Linked DNA regions of Mus musculus: region 2 is linked to region 1. The links are chromatin contacts, called in public HiCAR-type maps. All regions are on one chromosome and are shown on one strand. Each heading gives the region's core, a stretch centred on a gene start, on an enhancer-like site or on the middle of the called end of the contact. The rest is flanking DNA. Distances are from core to core; before and after follow the strand shown. Region 1 has its middle 19 kb from the start of Pdxdc1. Region 2 overlaps Bmerb1 (bMERB domain containing 1).

Evidence for each region. HiCAR-type assays count read pairs that join an accessible place to other places.
Region 2: a contact with region 1 is called in a HiCAR-type map of kidney, with 4 times the contacts expected there. The contact joins two enhancer-like sites. A contact is called at or near these places in 1 of 15 datasets of contacts at CTCF or cohesin (embryonic stem cells), 39 of 484 Hi-C or Micro-C datasets (the G1E-ER4 cell line, the HL-1 cell line, the Patski cell line and 12 more), 5 of 115 datasets of contacts at active chromatin or transcription factors (embryonic fibroblasts, embryonic stem cells and kidney) and 1 of 9 other capture datasets (embryonic stem cells).

What each region holds. Positions count from the first base shown.
Region 1 is chr16:13,918,230-13,925,466 of GRCm38.p6, forward strand. It overlaps a transcript of Mpv17l not described here and the pseudogene Gm15950. Among named protein-coding and RNA genes, the nearest start is that of Pdxdc1, 19 kb to the left of the region's middle. Within about 2 kb of position 3,687, at least 4 of the 459 cell types and tissues checked have an H3K27ac peak or open chromatin away from gene starts, as enhancers often do. A contact at or near this core is called in kidney, where this site is marked.
Region 2 is chr16:14,001,740-14,008,976 of GRCm38.p6, forward strand. The region is part of intron 1 of Bmerb1 (bMERB domain containing 1); the gene reads left to right. Among named protein-coding and RNA genes, the nearest start is that of Ifitm7, 18 kb to the left of the region's middle. Within about 2 kb of position 3,187, at least 56 of the 459 cell types and tissues checked have an H3K27ac peak or open chromatin away from gene starts, as enhancers often do. A contact at or near this core is called in kidney, where this site is marked.

The DNA.
Region 1 (7,237 bases), core at 2,437-4,936:
CCTTGACCTGATGAAGCCTAATTACCTCTAGACGCTGTTGGAAGGATTGTGTGATCTTGCCCCACCATGAGAGGGAGGAGAAAGAGGAAGGGATCAAGGAGGGGAAGTAGGTAAGGCAGAAAGCCATGGAGGCCAGTCCACAGTGGGTTGTCTTGAAACTCCTCCTCTAAGTCTTCTTGGATCATTGACTCTCCAATCAATCTTTTGGAGGATCTTCATTGACACTGACAGGGATATCTCCGTTCTTTTTTCTTGATAAATCTGTGGAGGAAGCAGAAGGAGGGCTCTCAGGGTTTGGAATTTCCTTGGAGTGATTATCATCCCCCTGTTGGAGCAAGCATTTTATGTCTCTGGCTGGTATCTAGATTGGGCTTTTTTCATTTTGGGAGAACACGCAACCAAACCCTCTTCCGCCGTCAAGAGCAGGTCTGGTCCTCTCCAAGCTCCGATCAGTGGGTGTCTCCACCTTACCCAAATGGAACTTTAGGAAACTGATGAAGACCAATGTTTTTGAAATAGGGACAGATGTGGATCTTCTGTAGAAAAATTTAAAGTATTTATGGTAAATAGTGCCTTTTTCAGTTGATCATGTGGGAGTAGAGACTCCCCCTTTTGTTTTTGTAATTGAGTCTTAAGGACTTGGTTATAGCGGTCTACAATGGCTTATCCCCTGGGATTATATGGAATCCCTGTTGAGTGAGTAATTTTCCACATCCCTAAAAACCCTAAAAAGGCCTGACTTATAAAGCAGGATCCATTATCAGTTTTTATCTGATCAGGCAATACAAGAATAGCAAAGCATTGGAGTATATGACTTATGGCATGTTTGGCTTTTCTCCAGTATGTGCAGAAGCCCAGGAGGCACAGGAATCAACAGATACAAAAACATACTTAAGCTTTCCAGAACAATAATGAGTGATATCTATATGCCATAAATGGTTGGATTGAAGTCCACAGGGATTGCTCCCCAAAGCCTGGAGGAAAGGTTGGACTTGCATGTGTGGACAATCTTTTTAAGATCTTTGTCTGGAATATGAGGGAACCTATGATGGAGGCCTCTCCAGTTAGTACAGGTCAAGAGGTGAAAGCAGGTGGCCTCTGACATTGAAGTCCGGATGCCGCCTGGTCAGCCAGTCTGTTTCCCTTTGACAAAAAGCCTGGGAGGTTTTGGTGACCCCTGAGGTGTTGAAGATAAGTGGGAATCCAAGTGTAATCTCTTGTTTCATGGAGCCTGAAGATGTACTTCACAGTGGTCTTGCTAGGGTAGGAGTTGCCCTGAGCAATCAAGGGCATGGATACTCTCAAGCCAGTTCCTTCAAGGACAAGGTCCTCTGCAAGAGAGGCAAGTGTTTTCTGTCTGTCCACTCGGAAGGAGAAGAAAGGTTCTTTTCAGATTTATTTATTTATTACATGTAAGTACACTGTAGCTGTCTTCAGACACACCAGAAGAGGGAGTCAGATCTTGTTACGGATGGTTGTGAGCCACCATGTGGTTACTGGGATTTGAACTAAGGACCTTTGGAAGAGCAGTCGGGTGCTCTTACCTGCTGAGCCATCTCTCCAGCCCCCAAGAAAAGGTTCTTAATGTAACTCAGGACCTAGTTGCCCAGGAACTTTGCAGGGATGATGAAGTATCTAGGAAAGTAACTGTCTATGATCACGGCGATATCTTGCCTGTCTGAAGACCACTTGAGAGACAGAGATGCCTCCGAGCCATTTCTACATTCCACATGCCACACATCCTCATCAATCTGAAAGGTCAAGGAGACGTCATAGACACTATAGCCAACGTCATTTGTGTACACAGAAGAATATCCAAAGCAGAAGCAGGGTGTGTAATCCTTAGGATTAGATGACTCCAGATTTTAAAATCTAGGTTTGAATCTCTCACAGCTGAAGCCTTCAATGTTTTCTTTGCAAACACATTTCCCTGTTTCAACATTATATTAATCTCTGCTGCCAGAAGGATCGCAGGGGCATGGCCTGTATTCTGCCTCAGTGAGGGAATGGAACCCAAGCTGGCAATGGTCACACTTGTCACCCATCACTCTGGGCTTACAGCTGCACCTGCTGTTAACTGTCACACTGTGCTGAGAGAACCAATAGGGCTGTAGTTGCACGGAGAGCAGGCTTTAGTGTTCCCAAGGCAAAAGGAGTTCTCACAACATCTCTTGCACTTGACACCATCTGTGTTATCCCGGCAGTTGGTACAGTGGCCACCGGGTCCAGTGGAACGGTATAGTTCAGGGTCAAAGTGGCATTCTTGGGATGGGCCATTGCAGCCACAAGGAAAGTACTCACTGGCACTCTCAGCAGTTGCCCTCCTCCACAGCTGGTCATTGAAGAAAGACAGGCACTTTTCACAGTCAGTTCCATATGTGTTGTTTGTAGTTGTATACGAGTTTGTCTTTTTACACTCACTGTCAAGTCTGTTATATATTACACCTGCCAAGTCAACTCCGTATGTGTTGTTTGTAGTTGTATACGAGTTTGTTAAACTCTTTCTTTATACACTCACTGGCATGTCCGTTATATTTACACCTGCCACCCACAGCAAAGTCTGAGATTGTATAATAATAATGTTTGGAGAACTTTGGGGTCATTAAACACTTCATCTTCAAAGGTGTCACTTTGATGTCAGTGGCAATTACCCATTCCTGTAGTACGGGTCTGTTGTCAGAGTTGTAGGCACTTGGCCTTCCTTCCAGAGTTGAAAAGGCCATGTTGCCACCGGTGAGTCGGGAAATGTCATTGAATTTATCAGCACACAAAGCCTGTTGCTCGTCGCCTCCTGTCCTGATGAAGCCACGGTTAGCCTTTGAGCATGTGTTCTTACAGGACCCACTGAAGGAATCCAGGGCCTGTCTTCCCCAGTGTGCTTATGAATGGCGAAATTCTCTGGGCAGCTGGTGTGGAACTTGAGGCCCACGTAAGTGACATCACAAGCCTTTCCCAGATGTAGCATGAGGTTGATGGAGTTGTGGTACTGTACCCTGGCCAGCATAGTCTGGCTTTGCCACTAGGTGGCATTGGCCTGTTTGTTGTAGTCGGTTAGGAAGGTTGTAGGTGGTGTTGGCCAACGTTGCACAGTGACAGGACTTGTTGACTCCGGTCACACCAGTCTGCAAGCAGTATTCCTCAGTAGTCCCACAGGTGTTGGTAGCCACCATGGCACAGCGATTACAGCTTAGAGGTAGTTTCCTGGAGGCATCAAACAGCTCTGTGCTCTGGATTTTTCAGGAGTCTCAGGGTAGAGGCAATGACTTTGTGGGAAAGGCCCTAACCTCCATTGGGGACTTTGTGCTGGCACAGATTACTCCACAGCTCTTGAGTGAAGAGGTTGTCCCACAGCAGCACTGGGGTGGAGGGATCAAACAGGCCCCGAAAGCGATGGTCCTTCTGAATGGCCAGGGAAAGCTGGTATTGGCAAAGTTGGCTCTTTTTGTTTCCCGAATTTGATGCCTTAGGTTTGGATGTTCGAGGTGATGTGATGATCCTGGTGGGAACCTGGATCTCAGGGGACTGCTGCCCCACAGAGGTGTACAGCATGAGGAAGACATCTGAAAGAGCCAGCAGTGCAGGAGGTCCATGGGAGCCTGACCAGGTTGTGCCCAGTCTGCCACCCTGAGCACTGAGTACCTGGGCAGAGAGAACGGTCCCTATGGTATGCACTGAGGTGAGGCAGCCGCCCTGCTCTGCCTCGCCCTGCCCACGGTGATGTATGGGGTGGTGTGAGATGACGGGACCTATAAGAAATTGACACATCAGCGGTAGCTAGGAAGAGGCAGGCTTAAGGAGGTCATATTCAAAGACAGGTCTCTAAACTCCAGCAAAGGCTCAAGCTTCCTCACAAGGCCTCAGTATCTGGCCGAATAAGGCCCAACAAAGAATGAAATTTATAGGTAAGTTGTCTTGGTTAGGGTTTCCATTCCTGTGAAGAGACACCATGACCAAGGAATTGGGGCTGTCTTACAGGTTTCAGAGGTTTAGTCTAGGTAGGCATGGTGCTGGAGGAGCCTCCAGTACCTCCAGTTCTACATTTTGTTATGAGAGCAAACAGGAGAAGACTGTTTCATGGGAAGCTAGAAGGAGGGTCTCAATGCCTACCACCATAGTGACACTTCCTCCAACAAGGCCATACAAACTACAACCAAGTAGTAGTGCCAGTCATATTTAAACCACAATATAAGTGAATGAAAGTAATCCAAATTCAGAAAGACATGTTCTCTCTTATATGTGGATCCTGCCACATCCACTCCAGTGAAAACCACGTGACAGGCCCAAAGCTTGGATGCAGTTCTGAGGCAAAAAGTTTCATGGAAACTAGTCTCCTGGAGCCTTGGCATCCCATAGCACAAATGCTCCAAATTTGTCCTTGTGTCAGTCGATAAATGATTCTGTGTGCTTTCTTTCAGTATTGTTTTATTATAGGTGCCTCCAAGCAATGATTTGACAAATACCTAAGTTAGATTGAACTTTGCTTCCTAGCCTTCACCAATGTCCTAGGCAGTCCTTGAGCCTACCCTGGGCTTGGAATTTAGTAACAATGTTACCTATTCAGACGAATTGCCTCCAGTATTGAAAGAGTGAAAGAAATCAGGCATTACTATCTACTACATAGTTAGAAATTTCAAGGTAAGCTTAGCAAAGTAAGTTTAGAATTCTTACTATAGTTATGTATGGCAGACTACTTTACTTAGTAGAAGAAAGCCCCCCACAAAATCACTTAGAATAACAGCCGAGTCACTCCCATAAACAGGAATTTTCAATGATTTAGGAAGTAGGTCGGGCTGTGGTTTTAGAGTATCGCATTATTCATGAGAAGGTTAGCTAGAGCAGAACTCCCTAGCACATACTTTCACTAGCCCAGAGGAATAGCATAGTTAGGTATTTACTAAGAGCTGGCTGATGGTGGGTTAAACAGTAAATCAGAATTAGAACTATGGCTTGGGTGTGAAAGCCCTGGGAGCGTAACGACCTCACACCTGGCTTCTAAGAATATAGCTGACCTTAGAGAGGACAGACTTTGCCTCAGTTGTTACATTGCCTAGTTCCTGCTAGTCTTTATGCATGCATTCTTCTGTTTTGTGTAAAGAGTCATTAAGCATCAGGTAACCTCAATGTACCTTGGCTGATGTGTCACCTAACTTCCTTGTTTTCTTCTGTATTATAAGTCTGATGCTTACTTTGAGAAATTACATTCAGATACAGCACTCTCTCTGGTGTCCGTGTCTGTTTGTCACCCCACCGACTCCTTGTCCATCTGAGCACTGGAACCCTGAAATTCCCTCGGGTTGAGGGACTGACTGAGTCCAGTCTGTGGCAGGATCCTAGCTCTAAATCTCTAGATTTGAGTATATAACCCAGAGTAACTGCAAGAGCCTGGAAAGTTTAAAGGGACCATGAGGGAAGGAGGGAAAAGAAGCTATAGAAAGGAAGATAGTAGAATACAGGTGCTATGAAGGGGGAAAGAGGAAAAACAGTGCGTGTTGGGGGGGCAGTAATTTGAGAAGGAAAAGAGGGTAATACAGAGGGAGTGGGAGGAAGAGATGAATTCTATGTTATCATATGTACTTATTTTACGTGTATGGGTGCTTTCCTGCATGTATGTCTATGAAACACTTGAATGACTGGTGCCCATGGAGGTTAGAAGGAGGCATTAGATCACCTGAAACTGAATTTACAGTTGGTAGTGTCATTTGGGTGCTGGGAATTGTACATGAGTCCTCTGCAAGAGCAACCAGTGTTGTTAATCACGAGCAATCTCTCTAGCCTCTAGCTTTTTTTTTTTTTTTTTTTTTTTTGAGATAAGGACCTGTACTGGCTAGTTTTGTGTCAACTTGACACAGCTGGAGTTACCACAGAGAAAGGAGCTTCAGTTGAGGAAATGCCTCCATGAGATCCAACTGTAAGGCATTTTCTCAATTAGTGACCAAGGGGGAAAGGCCCCTTGTGGGTGGGACCATCTCTGGGCTGGTAGTCTTAGGTTCTATAAGAGAGCAAGCTGAGCAAGCCAGATGAGGCAAGCCAGTAAAGAACATCCCTCCATGGCCTCTGCATTGGCTCCTGCTTTCTGACCTGCTTGAGTTCCAGTCCTGACTTCCTTGGTGATGAACAGCAGTATGGAAGTGTAAGCCGAATAAACCCTTTCCTCTCCAACTTGTTTCTTGGTCATGATGTTTGTGCAGGAATAGAAACCCTGACTAAGACAAATTGGTACCAGCAGAGTGGGGTATTCCTGTGACAACCTGACCATGTTTTGGGGAGGACTGTGGATGGACTTTGGAACTTTGGGCTTAAAGATCCATCCGTTGTTAAGAGCTCTGTCAGATGTTGTGTAGGAGCTTGGAAGATAATGTTGAGAACACTGCAGAAGATGGAGGTCTGGTTTGTGAAATTTCAGAGGGAAAATTAAAGACTCTTTTCAGGGCCATTGCTGTTTTGAATGTGAAGATTCTGTAGTTCTGGTTAGCTGGGGCTGAAGAATCAGCTGTGATTAACAAGATACCAGAACTACCAAAGCAAAAACTTTGCATTACTGGGACTATTGATGCTGGTTAGCTGGAGCTAAGAAATTAGCGGTGATTAAGAAGAGACCAGCATCATTGAGGTGACATCTTCTGGGAAGTGTTTTCTGAAAGCACAAAGATGCTGTGTTCCAGAGATGGCCAAGGTTGTACTCCTGCTGCAGCAGGACTTGGTAATATGTAAGGGTCACCCAGGTGGTACTGGTTTTGAAGGCATGAAGGGGTCACGCAAAGCAGCTGAGGCTCGGCACTGTGAGAGGCCATGGAAGGCCATTGCTGAAGGTACAGCCTCAGTTGCAATTGAAGGCCCAGGACTGAAGGGGTCATGCAGTGTTTTGGAGATGCCAGTACCATGAGATGACCACCAAGAGCAGCAGCAGCAGTGGAGTACAGGCATCTGGAGCCTAGAGGATGACGTGTGTGCTACAAAGGGCCTGGCTGGAGAAGTGACCCAAGCCCTTGGAGGAGCCCAGAAGATCGTGAGTTGGATCCCAGACATTGGACGGTTAGAGATTGACTTTTGCTTTTGATTGTGACTGTGCCCTGATATTTTCCCTCTTGAAGGAAGAAACTGTTTTAGTGGAGCCCACAGTTAAGAGACTTTTAATTGTAAAAAGACTTTGGATTTTAAAAGAGATGGACATTTTAAAGAGTTTGAAATTTTAAGAATATGTAAAGACTGTGGGACTTTTAAAGTTATTTAGATATTG
Region 2 (7,237 bases), core at 1,937-4,436, 83 kb after region 1:
AGCATTTCTTTGATGAAGTGGAGGAGAAAGAGGAGGGAGAAGAGGAGGAGTAGGAAGAGGAGGAGGAGGAGGAGGAGGAGGAGGAGGAGGAAGAGGAGGAAGAGGAGGAGGAAGAGGAGGAAGAGGAGGAGGAAGAGGAGGAGGAGGAGGAGGAGAAGGAGGAGGAAGAAGAGGAGGAGTAGGAAGAGGAGGAAGAATAGGAAGAGGAGGAGGAAGAGGAAAACGAGGAGGAAGAGGAGAAGGAGGAGGAAGAGAAGGAGGAGGAAGAGGAAAAGGAGGAAGGGGAGGAGGAAGAAAAGGTACCAATGGCCGATCCTGCTAGTATTCTGATATATTAGGTGCTCCTAAGCATTTAGAGGTCCTTTATCTTCTCCAGTGGCACCTTATGCATATTCTCCACGTTAATTCTCAGTTGCTTCTATTACTGCTATCAGGCATAGAACTTAAACAGGGATGCTGAGGTACACTTATCCGTACAGGGTTGCCATCTCTGGCTGCACTTTGGAGTCCCCCAAGTTGAATTTAATACAGTCCTCTATTTTCCTTTCAGAGTGGACTAGAGGCCTGCAGTTTAGAGGGAAGACAATATTCCCAAGGTCTGGGCAGTAACAGAAGTCAGTCTGAATGTGTGTGTGTGTGTGTGTGTGTTGAAAGAACCAAAAAGCAAGGCTAGGATGTAGCTCACTACGTTTGCCTAGCACACACAAAGCCCTGTGTTCTATGCTTCGCACTGTATAAACCAGGCATGATGGTATGTGCCTATAATCTGCCTGAGAGACAGGCAGAAGGTCAGAATCCAAGACCATCCTCCACTACATATGCATTTGAGGCTAGCCTGGGCTATGTAAGACTCAGTCTTTAAAGAAAACAATCAATCAATCAATCAATCAATCAAACAAACAAAAAACTAACTTGAATTAAAAAAAAGTCCCAGGGCTGAAGAGATGGTTCAGCAGTTGAGAACACTGGCTACTCTTCCAGAGAACCAGGGTTCAATTCCTAGCACCCAGATGACAGCTCACAACTGTCTGCAACTCCAGTTTCAACCAATCTGATCTCTTCACACAGATATTCATGCAGGCAAAACACCATCGCACATAAACTAAATAAATTGTTATAAGAAAGAAAGCAAGAAAGAAAAAGTCCATTTTTCAATCTAATCACAGCGTGAAACCCTCAGGAAACATCTGATCCAGATGTCTACCCACTGTTCCATGGGATACCATGATTAAAAGGACCGGAAGGACCCCAAACGACCATGTAGTCAGGAACCCAGGACCATGTGGTTTATGGGGATGTAGGGATGGATGTTCCCAGAGGGACTGGCCTCCTGCAAGACACGACAGAATCTGCATGTGGGCCAGAATAATTTGTATGCTGTTACCTCTTCCCCATCGGCAGCTGTGACCTCCAGACAGTGTTTTCCACAGACACACAAGCTCCAGGGAAGCACACACCTTTCCTAAATCATTTATGTGCATTCCGGAGAAGCCAGGGACTTAGTAACATCTTAGGCTCGCTTCAATTAGCTCTGCAGCGCCAGGCATGGTGGCGCACGCCTTTAATCCCAGCGCTTGGGAGGCAGAGCCAGGCAAATTTCTGAGTTCGAGGCTAACCTGGTCTACAGAGTGAGTTCTAGGACAGCCATAGCTACACAGAGAAACCCTGTCTCGAAAACAAACAAACAAAAAACAAACAAACACCCCAAAAAAACCCAACTAACTCTGCAGCAGGGGACGACCTTGAACCTCTAATCCTTCCACAGGTGTGTACTGCCTGTCTTTGCAGTGCTGGGTCTGGAACCCAGACCTTTGTACTAGTTAGGAACACTATTAAGTAAGTCACATCTCCAGACCCAAGAGTGATTTCATACAAAACCTGGTCCGGTGAGCAGTGATCCTTGAAACCCTGGAGTCTAAAGGGTGCAGAAAGGTAACTGAAACCCCAGATATTCTCACTTGCTCCTTAGTGCCTGGTGCTTTATTCGCTTTGTAAAAACCTCAAATAGATGTGAAGTTTGATGTGAACTGAGACAAAATTCACCCCATACTTTCTGTTACCAAATTTAGCTGTTCCACAAACTAAAAATGTCCACTGTGGGCACGTATTTTCAGCTCAGGGTCACAGCTTTGACAGCCTGCCTGGCTGGCAGGTCAGATAATCCTTGTGTTAACACAGGTGCTGGCACATCATAGGAATTCTCACATACCTGATGATTGCATAGAGATATTTGATTCCTAAGCAACCATGAAAATTCATGTGTCAGTTCCTAAAGAGGTCGGGTTACTGGGCATTAACAAGTTTCTAAAAATGTCTAACCCTCCGTGTGCTTCTGCTTACCGGCCTGGTACATGCTGATCTAAAGGTACCACAGAGAAGCCTATCAGAGGCAGAGTTTAAACAGAATTTCCCGGTAGCAATTTGCCTTTTTCTGAGGCAGTGTTTTGTAAATCTTTTTCTGAAGAGTCACAGTTGTTAATAAGTTTCTAAGAAAAAGAGGCGGAGAGTGTAGTCAATGAATTTGCAAATGACTGTATAAACACACAAGGAGGGCGTTTCTTGGCTGTTTCACAGCTCTGCAGTGTTGGCCCTAGCATGTGGTAGGCAAGCACACCATGCCTGAGCTGCAGCTGTGCCAGAGCTGCAGCTGTGCCTGAGCTGCAGCTGTGCCTGAGCTGCAGCTGTGCCTGAGCTGCAGCGCTACCTAGCTGCTGCAGACTGGAACTCTTTGAGTGCATAGAGCCTGTGTATTGAGGCAAAGCTGACCTCAGCTCTGCTCTAGCTGCTGTTGACTTTGCATTAGATAAATGACTGAACATGACTTTGAACTTCTGATCTTTCTGCCTCTAACTGAATGCTGGGATTACAGGTGTGTGCCCCAGGCCTGCTTTGTTGGTTTTTGTTTTTTTGTTTTCTCTTTTGTTTTGAGTGATTGTGCAAATTGTCCATGTCCCTTTATTTCTGGCCCTCCTGTTCCTACCTCCTAAGTTGGGAGATTATGAAGTCGATATCTATTTTTTTTTTTTGGTTTCAATGTTGAAGATAGAATTCAGAGTTTTTAATATTCACCAATTGAGCTATATCCTAGTCCTGGGACCAACATTTTACAAATGGAACAAAGATCACCATGTCCAAAGAGCTTGCCTCTGAGGTACTGAGGGGCAGAGTCCAGAGTGCTCTTCTTCATTCTCCACCCCATGGCAACCTTTGTGCCTCTCCTCTCTCCACACTCTCCTACAGCATGGCTCTCCTCTTTCTCTTCTCCCAGTCTCAAGCCCGAGAAACCCTAAAATCCCACCTCTGTCTGTCCTCCCCAACTACTAGGTGCTGACACCTTAATTTACCAAACAGAACCAACTCAGGCAGGGTTCTAGAAGCTATGTGCAGACCCTCTTGTGCAAATAGTTTTGGGGAGAACATAATTTGCATTTGTAATACAAGCAGCTACAAAGGACATTGGTGGAGGTGCAGCTTCAGTGGCAGTTGAAGGCCCAGGACTAAAGGGGTCATGCAAGGAAGTTGAGACTTGGCACTGTGAAGAAAGCCTATGAGAGGCTATTGGTGAAAGTGCAGCCTAGTGGCAGCAGAGACCCCAGCATATTGTAGATACCAGTACCACGGAATGACTACCAAGAACAGCAGCAGCAGAGGAGGAGAGTCAGCCAGAGCCTAGAGTGCTACAGAGGGCAGAGCTGGCGAAGTGCCCCAAGCCCTTTGGAGGATCTCAGAAGATCACGTGTGGATCCCAGACACTGGAACAAGAAGCTGTGAAGTTAAAGTTGCCTTGGAGACTCTCAGATGTTAGCGATGCCAGAGCTGTGGAATACCTGCCAAGGAAAGCTGCTAACAGGAAGTTGAACATGCCCAAGATCAAGAAGTGTCTTGCTGTCATTGTAGCTGGAAGGAGTTGGACATCAGACATGGAAATGCAGAGTTGGAGTTTGTCCATCTGGTTTTCAGTCTTGCTTTGGCCCAGTATTTCCTTACTATGACATTTTAGAATGTATATTCTGTGCCTTGATATGTTGAAAGTATGCGATCTGCTTTTTGATTTTGATTTTATATGTATTACAGTTAAGAGATCACATGAGTCTCAGAAGAGACTTCTAACTTTGGACTTTTAAACATTATTGAGACTGTGATAGACTATGTAGACTTTTGAAGTTGGACTAAATGCATTTTGCATTATGTTATGGCTGTAAGCCTATGGGATGTGGTGGTTAGAACAGGAATGGCCCTCATAGATTTCATGTGTTTGAATGCTTGCCCCATAATGAGTGGCACTATTAGAAGGTGTGGCCTTGTTGGGGGGAAAAGTGTCACTGTGGAGGTGAGCTTCAAAGGTCACACATATAAGCTCAAGCTATACCCAAGTGTAGAAGACAGTTTCCTCCTGGCTGCCTTTGGATCAAGATGTAAAACTCTTGGCACCTCCAGCACCATGGAAGTCAACCCCAAATAAATGTTTTCTTTTTTATAAGAGTTGCCTGGGTCATGGTGTCCCTCACAGCAGTGAAACCCTAACCAAGACAGAGGAGTTTATATATTGGTTCCCCTTCTATTCTGAGTGGGAATCATTTGGCATATTGGCCTAGCATTTGTCTGTGTTCAGTTAGTATCCTTTAAAGGCACGAGAAAGAAATGCCCATGTTAATGAAGCAATACAAGGAAAAAAAAGGAGCTGAAGCCATCGGTTAGGGTTAAGACAAGTGGTTGCTGATAAGATGCTGAGAGCAACATGGAGTGTTGTGTTGGGCCTTTGACAGGGAAAGGAGACATAAGTGGGGATCCTAGAAACTTTGAGGCATTATATTATTAGTTTTATATTTTCAGATTTTATATTCTTAGTTTTGATAGGTGCCATTTTCTGTATGGTGTTCATGTTTGTGGCAAAGGGAAGACTCTAGGGGAGCTCTCTCTGCTACCATTACAGACATTTGGTAAATCCCAGTAAGAGCTCAGCCATTTAGTTCGTGCAGAAGTCCTCTGACATAACATCCTTTCTCACCGTCCTTTAGAACTCCTTCTAGAATGCTGGCATTAGCTATGACTCTCTTTGTTATGCGTGTCGGTTCATGTGTGTACAAGTGCACATATGTGTGTGTGGTGTATATGTGGAGGCCAGAGGTCAACAGTGGATGTTTTTCCTCAGGAGTTGGCTACCATGCTTTTTAAGAAAGGGACCTTCACTGGCCTAGCGCTTGCTCAGCAACACCCAGGGATCCACCTGCCTCCACCTTCCTGGGTCTGTGATCACAGGTACACACTGTTGCATCTGGCTATTTATATGGGCCCTAGGAATTAAACAAAAATCCTTATGATTTACTGGCTGAGCCATCTCCAAAGCTTTCTTTTTCTTTTTAAACAAACAAATAACTGAGTTAATCACATGAAAAAAATTGGGGGTCCCTGTAAACTCTACTGCTGGAAGAGAAATGAACCTTAAGAGGCAAGAAGGCTCGGCACAATTTAGTAAAGTGGGGTTGGTTTAAACTTCATGATCTGGCCCCAAGGAGATTATTGTACGCATATTTAAGCACAGTACAATTTAGAAAAAAAGGTTCCTAGTGTAATACAACCCTGGGTACACAAGTAGGCATAATTACATAGAAACTCAACTGACAGTACATGTCATTTCTTCTAAGAAGAGGGGTTCTAGAGATAGATTACAAATACTAGCTTAAGGGCTTAGGGGAGAATCTGGTGTGAGCTTAGTCATACAGATAGTGTAGAGGTCTTTTGGGTTGTTAGCCACCTCCAGCCCTGACTGTGGGAGCCTAGAGGAGCCCCTGGCCATACAAATAAGGCAAAGGTCACTGCGAATATTAGCCACCTGCGGTCCTGCTTGTGGGAGCTGAATACGGCCAGATCCTTCAGATCATGCAGATCACCTGGCTATTAACTGCCTCCATTCACAGCTTTTTGGGTAGAAAACAGATTATATATCTTTTTTTTCACTGAAAAGACAACCCTGCATGTTTAACATTCCTGATTTCCTTAGTGGTCTGTGGGCGAAAGGATCTTTGTGCTCCCAACAAAAAAGGAGAGGAAAAATATGAAAAGTTTTTTATCTTTGTATGTTGAGTTCTATGATTTCTTCTTGCTTGGGCTTGATCAAACATAGTTTGTATTTTTCAAGAAAAATACCAAGACCCTCTTTTTCTTTTGTTACAACTTGAAAAGAGAGATATGGGGTAACAGGATGGTAGTTTTCTCAAATGTGCAAGGGGCTTGATTGTCAGCAACACACATGGTCATGCTTCTCCGGCTCTGAAACTTGGCTTCCTATTAATTGAATAATGACAAATTGTTCTCCTAACATCTCAGGGGTCTTCAGTCCAGTCTAGAACTTATTAAGGACCCACTCAGTGTAAAGCGCTAGTCCAGCAATAGTGGAAACTGGGTCAAGTGTCTCTGTAAGGAAAGGCTTCTCAGTTTCAGAGGAGAAGACCTTTGGAAGCTAAAAGCATTTTTAGGCTTGGAAACAGAGCTCAGTTGGTAAGAGTACTTGCTTAGCACATGCAAGGTCCTGGATTTTGTACCACATAACTGGGGGTGGATGCAGACACCCAGCATGTGGGTAGTAGAGGCAGGAGGATCAACAGTTCAAAGTCATCTTTAATTACAATAATAAGGTCATCCTGGGCTATGTGAGACTCTGCCAGAAAATAAGACAAAACCAAAAGAAGCTCCCTTAAAGGGCTGGAGAGATGGCTGAGTGTGCAAGCCTGGCCACGTGGATTTTGGGTCTGGAGACAGCAGCACAACGTCGGTAATAATATCAGTGGACACAGGGGTCAGTCCTGGGGTCACTTAGCTTGGCTTACACGACAGCAAAGAGATTCTGACTCAGACAAGGTGGAAAGACAAGGACTGATGTGCTTTGTAATGTGTGTGCCCACTTGCATGCTCACACACACTTTAAAAGAAAAAGAAAAAAAGTCTCCTCATTCCAAAATTTAATTACTGTTCAGGCAAATGCATATGGCTAATAAGATATTTGAACATATTTTATAAAGTCAATTTATATTGAAACCAGACCACAGTATCCAACTTATGACTCATTCTGCTAATACTTAACTGATTTTTCCTCTGTTCTCTAACTTGTAATCATTATAAGATGATCTATGATCTGTGATTAATTCTTAACTGCTTAGGTACAGAGCAGTGGTGACCTCACACAATGATGGGGCCTTCTCAAGCCATCCATTGGAAAGAACCCAAAGAAGCAACCATA